2 separate regions of the Mus musculus genome follow, and region 2 is linked to region 1. A link is a contact called in public HiChIP or PLAC-seq data. All regions are on one chromosome and are shown on one strand. The core of a region is the stretch at or near the end of the contact, and the rest is flanking DNA. Distances in the headings are between cores, read along the strand shown.

The links. HiChIP or PLAC-seq counts read pairs in DNA pulled down with a chosen protein or histone mark.
Region 2: a contact with region 1 is called in an H3K27ac HiChIP or PLAC-seq map of the HPC-7 cell line, with 6 times the contacts expected there. The contact joins two enhancer-like sites. A contact is called at or near these places in 1 of 39 promoter capture datasets (embryonic stem cells), 1 of 15 datasets of contacts at CTCF or cohesin (large pre-B cells), 72 of 484 Hi-C or Micro-C datasets (the AtT-20 cell line, B cells, the C2C12 cell line and 35 more), 20 of 115 datasets of contacts at active chromatin or transcription factors (the 230-238 cell line, the HPC-7 cell line, bone marrow-derived dendritic cells and 12 more) and 4 of 9 other capture datasets (adipose tissue, embryonic stem cells, liver and 1 more).

The regions. Positions count from the first base shown.
Region 1 is chr2:145,954,678-145,960,709 of GRCm38.p6, forward strand. All of the region lies in intron 6 of Cfap61 (cilia and flagella associated protein 61), which reads left to right. Among named protein-coding and RNA genes, the nearest start is that of Cfap61, 23 kb to the left of the region's middle. Within about 2 kb of position 1,549, at least 10 of the 459 cell types and tissues checked have an H3K27ac peak or open chromatin away from gene starts, as enhancers often do. A contact at or near this core is called in the HPC-7 cell line, where this site is marked.
Region 2 is chr2:146,196,467-146,202,273 of GRCm38.p6, forward strand. It overlaps Cfap61 (cilia and flagella associated protein 61), which reads left to right. Exons shown (of 27, transcript NM_001369121.1): 26 at 4,244-4,334. Among named protein-coding and RNA genes, the nearest start is that of Insm1, 23 kb to the right of the region's middle. Within about 2 kb of position 1,640, at least 61 of the 459 cell types and tissues checked have an H3K27ac peak or open chromatin away from gene starts, as enhancers often do. A contact at or near this core is called in the HPC-7 cell line, where this site is marked.

The sequences.
Region 1 (6,032 bases), core at 299-2,798:
GACTTACTCATGTTCTCCAAGACATTTTTTTTTCCATTAGAAAAGTTGTTTATAAATACAGTGCTCAAAGTGCCATGCACACGAGCAGCCTATCAAAATGATCCATTTTTTATTCCTTTTAGTAAGGTAATTTCTTTGTGGACATACTCCCTGGTACCCTCCCTCCTGTTGAGGATATAGGTAAACAGGAGAAAAGACAAAAGCTGTCCTCAGTCTAGCACCTGGCTCCTAGGCAGCTGTGATAAAATACCCTGACAAAGCAAATTAAGGGGAAAAGATCCTTCTAGTTCACAGTTGAAGACTACAGCCAGGCGTGGCAAAGTAAGGCAGCAGGGGCTTGAAGCAGTGGTTACACTGTAACAGAAGACAGCAGGAACTCCTGTTACTGCCTGGCTCTCTTTCTAGGTTTATACAATCCAGGATCCCAGTTAGGGAATGGTGCCACCCACTGTGGGCAGGGCTTCCTACCTCCATAAATATAATCAAGATAACCTTCTCCAGCTGTGTCCAGAGACTAACCTAACCTGGATAGTCTCTCACAGCTGTGACCAGAGAGTTACCTTTCAATGATGCTAGAGATATTGTCAAGTTGATAGTACTAACCCTCAATTACAGCAATCGATAGTTCCTATCCCATCTCAATTTCTCCCTTGGCTTCTCATCCTCTCCTTTTCTTTCTTTCTTTTTTCCCATTTTCCTCTCTTAAGACTTTGTAGCATGGGCTATGGCCTTCCAGTGGGGGCCCACAAAGCTAGAAATAAACCTTTAGATAACTTGTCGTGATCATCAGCCTTTGATGGCTTAACTGTTCTGTTTGCTCACACCACAGAAAATCCGAAGGACCAAATCCCAAGGGGGATGTTGTCCCAGTGTAAAGAGACGAGGAGGGGGCATATGCAATAAGAGGAGGGCACAGTAGTGAGTTCAGGTGGAGACAGTGACACAGACAATGCTTTTGCCTGAAGAAGGTATAGAAATGTAGGGCTGGAGAGATGGCTCGGCGGTTAAGAGCACTGACTGCTCTTCCAAAGGTCCTGAGTTCAAATCCCAGCAGCCACATGGTGGCTCACAACCATCTGTAATGAGATCTGACTCCCTCTTCTGGAGTGTCTGAAGACAGCTACAGTGTACTCACATGTATTAAATAAATAAATTAAAGAAAAAAAAAAAGAAATGTAACGTTTTTAAAACCCCCTATCCAAAATGAACAGATTGGAGTTTTAGAACTTGTGGGTCTAAAATCTTGAAACTTTGTGTGGACCCTACCCCCTTAAGAGCACTAGAAACACAAAGGCATTATTGCACAGCGTGGTGGAGTAGGCGTGGCCGCACGCCTCTTAAGCCACCACATTACTCTTATTTTCTCCACATTTGACATCTGTTTCATCAGTAGCCACTTGCACTGATAATTAATGGTGATGAACACAGTTCTTAAGACAGTAAACCAGGGAAGGGTTTGGGGATGTAATTAGCCCTCCGCTATTTAACTAGCAACATATTCAGAACCAAATGAATGAACACCGTAATCCCTTCTCCTGTCTCTTTGATTTAGCCGCGTGGAAAACGATGCTGTAATCTGCCCTTCTACTCAGACACTAATTAAGGAAGTTACTCTTCCCTGTCTTTCATTATGTTGGAAACAAAGCAAAGCTGCTACTGGACACACCTTTAAAAACTACAGTGTGCTCAATTAATCTTCGGTGGTGGACGTGAGATGTTCCCGGCTTAGAAAGACTGGCTTGGCCTTGGAGCGGTGGTGGTAGAGGGGTTTCTTTTCCGGGTCCTTGTGGGTTTAAGGAAGACTAAGTCAAGAGAAGGGTTATATGCTGTCTGGTAGTGTTGTGAAGTAGCTTGAGGTTTCCTGCCTGGCATCCTGCCTATTTAAAGATGACTACAGTTAATCATGTGGACTCAAATAGATGAAAATTTTCTTTATCAGGAGAGAGGAAATCAGGAGCTCTGTAAATGTTTTAGGAGATAAAGATGTGTTCAGATTTGATTGTTACAGTTGCACACTTGTACCAAAATCATCACACACATCTCACAAGTGTGTATCATTTGTATTAATACAAATTTAAGACTTTAACCTTTAAAAGGCAAAAAGAAAACATTTAAAACAAGCTTTTTTGTTTTGTTTTGTTTTTAAAAACGACCTTTCTCAAGGCCAGCTTGGCCCACAAATTAAGTTCCATGAAAGCCAGGGTTGTTACACAAACCCAACCAAACGAAACCAAACCAAAAAACCCAAACAACAACAAAGACCTACCTTTCATTTCCTGAGGCAGTTACTTTTTAATAGACAAAGTTCTGAATGTATGTCCCTGCACCATGTGCATACCTGGTACCAGAAGAAGGCATTGGGTCCACTGGAGCTGGAGTTCCAGATGGTGGTGAGCAATGGTGTAGTTGCTGGGAATTGAACCCGGGTCCTCTGGGAGAGCAGCCAGCACTCCTAACCACTGAGCCACCCCTCCAGCCCCAGAAGTTAGTTTTACGAGACATTTGATGGTCTCACGCTTTTTTCCAGTTTGACTTCTAAGCAGCTCCTGGGGATTTGATGTTTTGACCTCTAAGTTAAGAGGATCCAGGCCCATTTTAAAAGGAAATGTAGAACAATTACAGCATTTAGCCGGGGCTTTTCTTGTGCCCCGGGAAATTTGTCACCAGTCCCCCTGCCAGACATGGTTTGGTGGACAGTCCTCCAGGAGCTGTAGATTGCCTTTGTCAAGATTGGCACATGGACCCCAGCGGTCTGGATGATGGGAACTTACATGGCCTGCTGCATGCTTTGAAGCCCTTCTAATCACTCAGAACGTCTGGAATTTTAAAATCCACCTCACTTAAAAAGATCACATTTTCCAATGATCCGAAGTTAACTGACTCTAAACACCAGTTTTAAAGTTCTAGAAAGGACCATGTAAAGGATGGAAGTTAATTTCCATAAGAAGACCACTAGAGGGCACAAGAGATCTTGGAAAGGAAAGGGTACTTCTCCCGCCTCCGCTGCAAGAGGATGAAAAAGAAACATATAGTTGGCAACAACTTTTATGTTGCCCTGTCCTATGTTGAGACACTGTTCTTGATGAAAGCATGATGTGACAAAGCAAGCTGTATTCTTTAGAACTAAATTGGATTCTTCCTTTTTTTTTTCAAATACACTACAGTAAAATGTATTTGTGACATTTAAAGTAGCAACTTCTTTTAATAGTATATTTTTAAGTCTAACTGGAGAGTGCAGCCTCTTTAGATAAAGAAGAAGCTTTGAGGCCAGCAGAAGGGTCTGGGACGTTTCTTGGACATGCAGGCTGCCTTTGTGCTGTTCTCGCCGAGCTGGGGTAATATTTCCCACCTGAGGATTTGCACAGTGACCTGGCTAGCAGCCTGTGTTACACACATCTCTCTGCCTCAAGGGAAGCCAGCCTGTGCCTTCCCTCTAGAATGCTGGTTATAGAGAAAGGACAAGATGTTGCAGCCATGAAGCAGTCTGCGAAACTGTCACCAAGAGGCTTGACCGGGTTGCTAAGAAGAGTTCTTGGGCTCTAGGGTGCCACCATGTACCTCCTGGCGAGGTGACATAGTGAAGGATGAATATGTTCGTCTTCCGGAAGGCTGGTTAGAGCCACCACACAGGGCATTCTTAGTTTTGCCACGCCCTAAGTTTGAAAGATACACAAATTGCCAAGTGAGTATCTTTGCCAGCCTATTGGTTGTAAGGCTTGAATTCAGCTCCATTTTTTTTGGGGGGGGGTGGGGATCTGGCATGTTTTTCAGGGTCTGATGGACACTTGAGTGCCCAAAAAGAGAACAAGTCTGTCTGGGCTAGACCTTCTGTTCTCCTAAAAGTAAAGTATTTTATAGTTGATAGCGCTGACCAGCACATGAATTCTCCACCCAAGCAGCACTCTGAATGAACATACAAAGGAATGGCTGCTTTTCAGAACTCTGTTTCTAGTCTTCTTTGTGCTGATGGAGTTATTAACCCCAGATTGGTCATCACCATGGGGATGGGATACACCCTGCAAATGGCAGGGTGGGGCGCCCAGTAAACTTGCCACCCTCGCTCACAGTGAGACGGGGCTGTCCTCTCGTCTGACCCCGGTAGGCAGTGCTCACAGCTTTAGAGTGCTGGCTCTTGGAGATTTTGCTGCATGGATGGTTCTCCTTAGCCGAGGTGTTCTTTCTGTGAGGCAGGCCTTTGTCATATGCCATTTGAGACTTTGAGGCTGATGTCATCCATTATCATTAGCGCTAAGGATGATGCAAGATCTTAAATTATCGATTACCCCAAGGAATGCATTTAGTATGTTGAGCAAGTTCCTCTATCCATTTTGGAGACGGGCTTAAGGGACAGTGTTCAGAACTCCAAGCTTTGGATGTTTGCTTCTTGTTTTTTTCCCAGGAGAGTTGCTATTAAGGTCCGATTTTGGACAGCTTTGTTATGTGCAGTGGAAGGTTCACGGCTAGGCTCAGGGCTCGCTGTCTCTCCAGATCTTTATTCCTGATTTTAATATTGAGTATTATTTGTTTTAGTTTAAGATTATGAATATGTGTTTCTTCGCCGTATGAAACATTTACAAACACACACACATATACACACTCATGAAAACTCAGAGCTACAATTTTATTAAGTACATATATAAATATACACTATATAATGATCAAATCTATGTACATCAATGTAGTTAACATCACCATCTCAAATTATTTTTTTCTTCTGTTTTGTTTTTGAGACAGGAATTCATTATGTAGCATTGACTGTCCTCTAACTCACTATGTAGACCAGGGTGGCTTGGAACTCATGGAAATCTGTCTGCTGTCCCCATATGCTACCCTGTGCTGGGCTTAAAGTCATACACCACCATACTCAGTCTCAAACTTTAAAAAAAAATGGTTTCATTTATTCTTTGAGAATTTCACATAGTCTATTTTGATCATATCCATTTCTCTCCTGCAACTCTTACCCAACTCTTGTATTCTCTCTCCCTCGCTCCCTCCCTCCTCCTCCCCCCTTTCAGCCTAGTTGTCTAGTTTATGTTGGCTGACTACTCCTGGGTGTGAGGCTTTCCCCAGGAGTCTCACTCGTTGAAGAAAACTGATACTGCCCCCCACCCTGGCACCCCAGCTGCAGTTGAGTGAAGCTAGCTCCTCAGCTAGGGGAGGGACTTTGTGCCCACTTTCTCTCTCCTATGGCTGGGATTTTTGTCCTGCAAACCTTGTGTAGGTCTTACGCATGCCCTTACAATCTTCATGAGTTGATATATGTACATTTGTCTTGTGTCTGAAAATCGCTGCTCTCTTGAAGTCACCTCCCACTTCTGGCTTTTACAGTCTTTCTGACAGCACTTCCACAGAGATCCCTGAGCCTCGAGGGAAGAGATAGAACACAGATATTCCATTTGGGGCAGAGCCTTCTGATGTCAGCTGTGCTCTGTACACTGACCAGTTGTGTTTCTGTGCTAACTGCCGTCTACTGCAAGGAGCGTCTCTGAGGAGGGTTGAGCTGTGCACTGAATCAGGCTCTGGGTTCAGACTCCTGGCCTAGAGGAATACTTTGTATTAACTGTGTACTTGGCTTTCTTACATTGATAGCTGTCTTAATCCACTTGCCTTAGTTAGTACTCTATTGCTGTGAAGAGTCACCACGACCATGGCAGTTCTTATAAAGGAAAACATTTAGCTGGGGGCTTGCTTCTAGTTTCAGAGGCTTAGTCCATTACCAACATGGCATGTAGCGTGGTGGCAGGCATGGCAGGCATGGTGCTGGTGAGGAGCTGAGAGCTACAGGCAGAAACAGCAGCACTGAGCATAGCAGGAGCTTCTTGAAATTTCCATGCCAGTTTTAAACTTCCAATCGCCCAGTGACACATCTACTCCAACCAGGCCACACCTCCTAATCCTCCTCAAGTAGTGCCACTCCCTGGTGACTAAGATCCAAATCTATGAATCTCTGGGCCCATTCTTCTTCAAACCACCATGCCACTTAAAAATGATTAGAAAATTAAATTATTTTTTCCAGTCATGAAAAATAACAT
Region 2 (5,807 bases), core at 390-2,889, 240 kb after region 1:
CCAAGGAGGATGTATGTATGTAGTAAGCTGCTTAGTTTGGGTTTCCAATTGTCTGTGAGCCGATGTCTCACTACATAGCCCAGGCTGACTTCAAACTCAGGACCTCCCAATTGCCTAGGTTACAGACGTGAGCGACCTTGTCTCGCTCTCACTCCCCGGATAGATCAGGAAACACATCGGTACCTTTTCTTTTCGAACTGGCAATATCCAGAGAAAAATTAATTTCCCCCAAAGTCTTCATGAAAGCAAATGGGCCATGGCACACAGTCGCAACAAGAGCAGAAACGGACCCTCAGCTCAGTAAGTAGGGCCGGTCCCTGGCGCACCGTAATTCAACTCAAGATTCTCTTCGATTTAAGATAGGCTCCGAGCAAAATACAGTAAGGACAAACTATAGTTACAGATTGCATTTCCATCCTTTCCCAGATTAGTGGTAAGGGGCTTGACTTTCCGTGGTAGCCGGCGACAGCAGAGTGTGCTTGGTGTCTTGACTGAGACCGTTGTTACACTTAACTTCAAGACATTTCCAGCTGGGGAGCCCTCTGGGACATCCTTCCCTTGAGGAAGCTGGCTGGAGGTGTGCCCAGGAACATGGACCCAGAATTTCTACCAAGTTCCCCATCAGTGACATGCCATTCCTTGGGCTTAGATGTCCTTGAGTAACTGAAGAGGTCATCTACATAGGCAAACAAGGTAGACGCCACTTCCCTGTCTGTCTGTCGGTCGGTCTGTCTGTTTGTCCATCTCTCATTCTCTTCTCCTCCTCCTCCCTTGCCCTCACCTTAGGGATCAAACCCAGGGCCTCGTATGTGTTAGGCATGTGTCCTCCCCGCTATCTACACCCTCAGTCTTGCCCTACCCCCACCCCATATGTACCAGTGGAGTTTTCACTTTTTCAACATGTCTTTTAAAAGTTGATTTTTATTATTTTTATTCTTTGACAATTTCATACATGTGTATAGTGTATTTTGCTCATTTAACCCATTACTGTCTTTTATATTCACACACACACACACACTCTTGCTGAACCCCTTCTTGTAATAGATTCCCTCCTACTTTCATGTCTGTTGTTGTTTTGAGGGGTGTGTCTGTGTGTGTTTCTCTGTGTGCCTGTGTGTGTGTCTCTCTCTACATGTCTCGTATGTCTCTTTGTGTATGTCTGTGTGTCTGCATATGTGTATCTGTGTTTGTGTCTGTGTGTCTCTGTGTGTGTTTGTGTGTATGAGTGTCTGTATATGTGTGTCTGTGTGTGTTTGTGTCTGTATGTCTCTCTGTGTGTGTCTGTGTATGTGTGTCTGTATATGTGTGTCCGAGCAAAATACAGTGTGTGTGTCTGCATGTATCTGTTTGTATGTCTATATATGTCTATGTGATATATCTGTGTCTCTGTGTATATATCTGTGTATATGTGTGTTTCTGTATTTCTCTGTGTGTGTCTGTGTATGTTTCTGTGTCTCTGTGTGTATCTGTGTATGTGTGTCTATATGTCCCTGTGTGTGCCTGTGTATTGTGTGTTGGTGTGTGTGTATAAGCTGCTGAGTACCATCAAGGTTGTTTGTATGAGTGTTGGTAGGAGGTTATTTACTGGAGCCTGAGCAAGTTACCATACCGCTGAAGTGGCTATACCACGGAAGGAAATGACGCTTATCCCTTTCGAAACCATTAACTGTCAACTGTTCCTCAGGAAGGAGGTGGGGCTTCATGAGCCCCTTCACCATCATGGAATGTTGACAGCCCCATCTTTTGCAGTTCTTGTACAGGTCACCACACGTCCACGAGAGAGTGCTTCATGTCACTCCTCCCTAGCCTCCACCTCTTAGGCTCTTTCCACTCCATCTCCCTTGGTGTGGGAGGGGATACAGAAAAACCTGATGAGACGTTCACTGATGGAGAGGAAAGTCCGTGAGCCTCTGCCCTACTCAAAGAACTACGGCAACCCAGGAATGCTAAGAATGGGAAACGTAACTCTCCCCAGGAAAAAGCACACCAACTAGCTATCCAATACCAAAAGTCAGCCCTGAAAACACACATATAAATAACATTATACGATCTAAGCAAGTGGTATTTAGGAATATGTTTATACATATATATCCATATATGTATATACAGGTAGGCATGTAACAACAACTAATGAAAATGAAGCCATAAATTTGAAAGAGAACAAGGAAGGGTATATGGAAATGTTTGGAGGTAGAAGGGGAAGGGGGAAATGATGTAATTATATTAATATCAAAAGTATGTCGTGGCTAAGGAAGTCATAGGCCTTAGGGGTGGAAACCTACTACTTGTTTTGATGGGTGGAGACCGTGTCAAACTGCCTTCCAAATGTGTTTATACCCAAAGAGTAATCATGCTGCGATCAGAAATGCTTGTGTTTGTAGTGAGTGTCTGTTGGTGCCCAAACTATGAAGAATAAACGGCTGTTGAGTCCCAGCTTTTTGAGATAGGTTTTCACTATGTAGCGCAAGCTGGCCATGAACTCATGTTATGGCCCAGTTTGACCCTGAACAATTCCTGATCTCTCTCGAGCTCCTAGATGCTGGGATTACAGGTTTGCCCCCAACACACCCAACTCATTCCCCCTTTCTCAATACTACCTATCTTGGGGGCATTTTACAGAGTTTAGCCTCCTTTAACAGAATCACATTGTAGGTTTGTGAAAGACTATATAAAGCCAGCAGTCAGAAACAGTCACAATGCAATGTGCACAGAGTCCTTGGACACTCACTTGATTGATGCATGCTGTGTGCAGTTGCCAAGGTATGCACCCATGGAATAATGCTATGGCAGATGCAACCAGATACCTCTGCTAGGGGTAACCCATCCATCCATCCCCTCTAAACTGTCACCCCAGTTTTGTGGCTCTCTGTCCCACCTTCCCAGGTGAGCCTGGGCCATTCCTGCCCCCCTCCAGGAGTTCACACTTTGTCTTCCTACCCGGGAGTGCTTTTCCCTCAGGTTTCTGTGAGGTTCCCTCGCCCTTCCCTTGGGTCTCTGCTCACTAAGCCACCGCCTCAGAACTGAACCTTTCATCACCCTCTTCTCCAACTGTTTCTACTCTGCCATTGCTTCATTTATTTTTTTTTCAAGAAAGTCTTCTATTTTGTCCCTTCCTTAGTCATCTCAAGAATATAAGCTCCACATTGGCAGGGATGTCTGTCTTTTGGGTCCCTACAGTTTTTCTAGTACCTGGAAGCATGGTAGGGACATTGGGGACAAAGGATAGATAGTATTAGCATACTAACGATGGATAAACTACAGGTGGCAACCCAGGGAATCATGTCACAAATGGGTGCCGTGTGGACTGAAACACAGACCCTGGTTACCTTCATCTTCTGGTGCCTATGATAGCCCTGGGGAACTCTACCTCTGTCGCTCCTCTGGCTGGAAACCATTTTTTTTCCTGTTGTGTGCATACCCATGGCACCCACAGACAGTGGCAGAGGTGGAAAACTCACTGACAGAGAAGAGTGACACAGTGGCCTCAGGCTGACTCAGAGCCCGAGGAAGGTGGGTTACCTACGCCATGATGTTTCACATTACAATAAAGGAAAGGCTAGCACGTCAGTAACGGTGCTTGGTTATGGCAAGAATGTATTCAGTTTCCAAGAACTTTTGTCTTGGATCATTGTGAATTAAGGGGATGGGGGGCCATATCCTCCATGTAAAATGTGCTCTGTTCGGCCTCTGGGGGCCAGGCAGTAAATCTCATAGTGAATCTCAACTCAAGAGCACAGCTTCCCTGCGAGTGGCTCAGTTAAGCATCAGCCAGCCGTTCAGAGGCCAGGCTGCAACACCGAGGTGGCCTGCTTTCTGCTCATTATTAATCCAGAAACCTTAATGATGAACAACATTTGTGTTATTTTCTACCCAAATTTAATCTGTTCGTGCAGCAGTCCAGTCAATCCTGCAATCTGTTTTTCTCAAATGAGGGCAGATAATGGAGACGCCGTTCTTTACAAGTCTTCAGGCTTTTAAATTCTGATAAAAATCAGGATTCTTCACTGGGTCCTGCCCCGGCTCTGAATTAAACCACTTTAAATGTAATTATGGAACCTGGCCTTCCATCAGGAACATCCATTTAAAACATTGATTGGCCAGGCTGCTCTGTGAGGCTCTTTATGAGCAAACGATTGCAATGGGGCCAGAACTGTAATTTATCAAGGCAAAAAAAGCAGGTAAATACTTTATTAGTGGTAATGAGAGGGTTGCCGGCTAACTGAATCTCTTCTTCTCTCACCAGCTACTTCACAGAGCCGTGGTGCATGGCCCTCTTCCACGATCGTTTTATTGATCTCAAGAAAGAGTTGCGCCAAATCTTAATCTCCAAGCAGGTAAGCGTGATTAGTGGACATGTGGGTGTTATTCCTTGCAAATTGTAAGCAGTTGACAGCCGTTGATCATTTGGACTTTTCCCCCTACATTCCCATCTCGTAGTGGTTTCTTAGTCCCTCTGCACTGCCTTAGATAAACTCTGGAGTCTATAAATGGAGACAGCAATGTTTCAGGAGTGGCTTGCCTTAAACCCTTTGCTGGACACTGCTCTTGCGTCCTTTTTTTACAAGTAGCTGTGTCTTCCTCTTCATGATGGCTGAAGACTAGATATGAGTTGTTTTTACCTGCTGGGAGGAGTGGAAATCTCATCTCTTTAGTTTTCTGTCGGTTATTGCTGAGTGTGTGTGTGTGTGTGTGTGTGTGTGTGTGTGTGTGTGTGTGTTTCTGTGTGTCTGTGTGCTTATATCTATCATTCCAGCAGTAGAAGCAGGAGGCTCAGGAGTTCATGGTGATTCTCTGTTCCATAGCAAGTTCCACACTTGCCTGAGTTACACAAGACTCTGTCCACCCATACACATACAAATAAAGTAAAAAATGTAGAGAACCCACCCAAGTGTCAGAATACACTAATTTTATAACTAAAACGTCTATATCAAGATGATAGAAAATTATCCAGAAGGTAGGCCTCTTTTCTGAGAGGTGCCATGCTCAGAAAATACCTCTGTGGAAATCAGGATGTATTTATGAAACTTCACAGCAATTCTTTTGATACTGAAGCCCTTAGCATTGCCGAGGAAAGTTAGTGTTTATGTTCAGGGTGGTGAGAGATCCATCCCAGGCTCCACCTGACTCAGACAGACAGAACCTTTCTGAATATCCGGGCCTTCATTGGTTTCTGTCACATTCTGATGTCTGAATGAACAGTTCCTACGTCCCTTCTTGTCTCTTCCATTTAGAAGCATCCACAGCCGTGCAGGTTCTATGGCAGAGCCACCATATTGGGCAGCTTAGAGGAAATCGTTTTTTGGTTTTTTGTTTTAAAGATTTATTTATTTATTATGTGTAAGTACACTGTAGCTGTCTTCAGACACACCAGAAGAGGGCGTCAGATATGATTACAAATGGTTGTGAGCCACCATGTGATTGCTGGGATTTGAACTCGGGACCTTTAGAAGAGCAGTCGGTGCTCTTAACCGCTGAGCCATCTCTCCAGCCTGGAAGTCGTTTTTTGTAACCCATACCATGTTCTAGCCCCAGCTCACATCGCCTCACCGAACCCTGTGCTTCCTAGACCTTTCCACCAGTGGAGAAACTGAAGTGAAATAACCCACCATAGGTTAGTTATGCAGGAGTCTGGCTAACAAGCGTGAGACTCAATGCTCATTCGCCAGCCGGGAATGGAGGCCCAGAGTAGGGCAGAGTCAAATCTCTGCCTCCCATGTCTTTACTCTTGATTTCCAATACAATTCCCCAGGAGCTTGCTCCCAAATGTAGGCAATGCACTAATATGAAACAGACTCAGATTGGAAGCA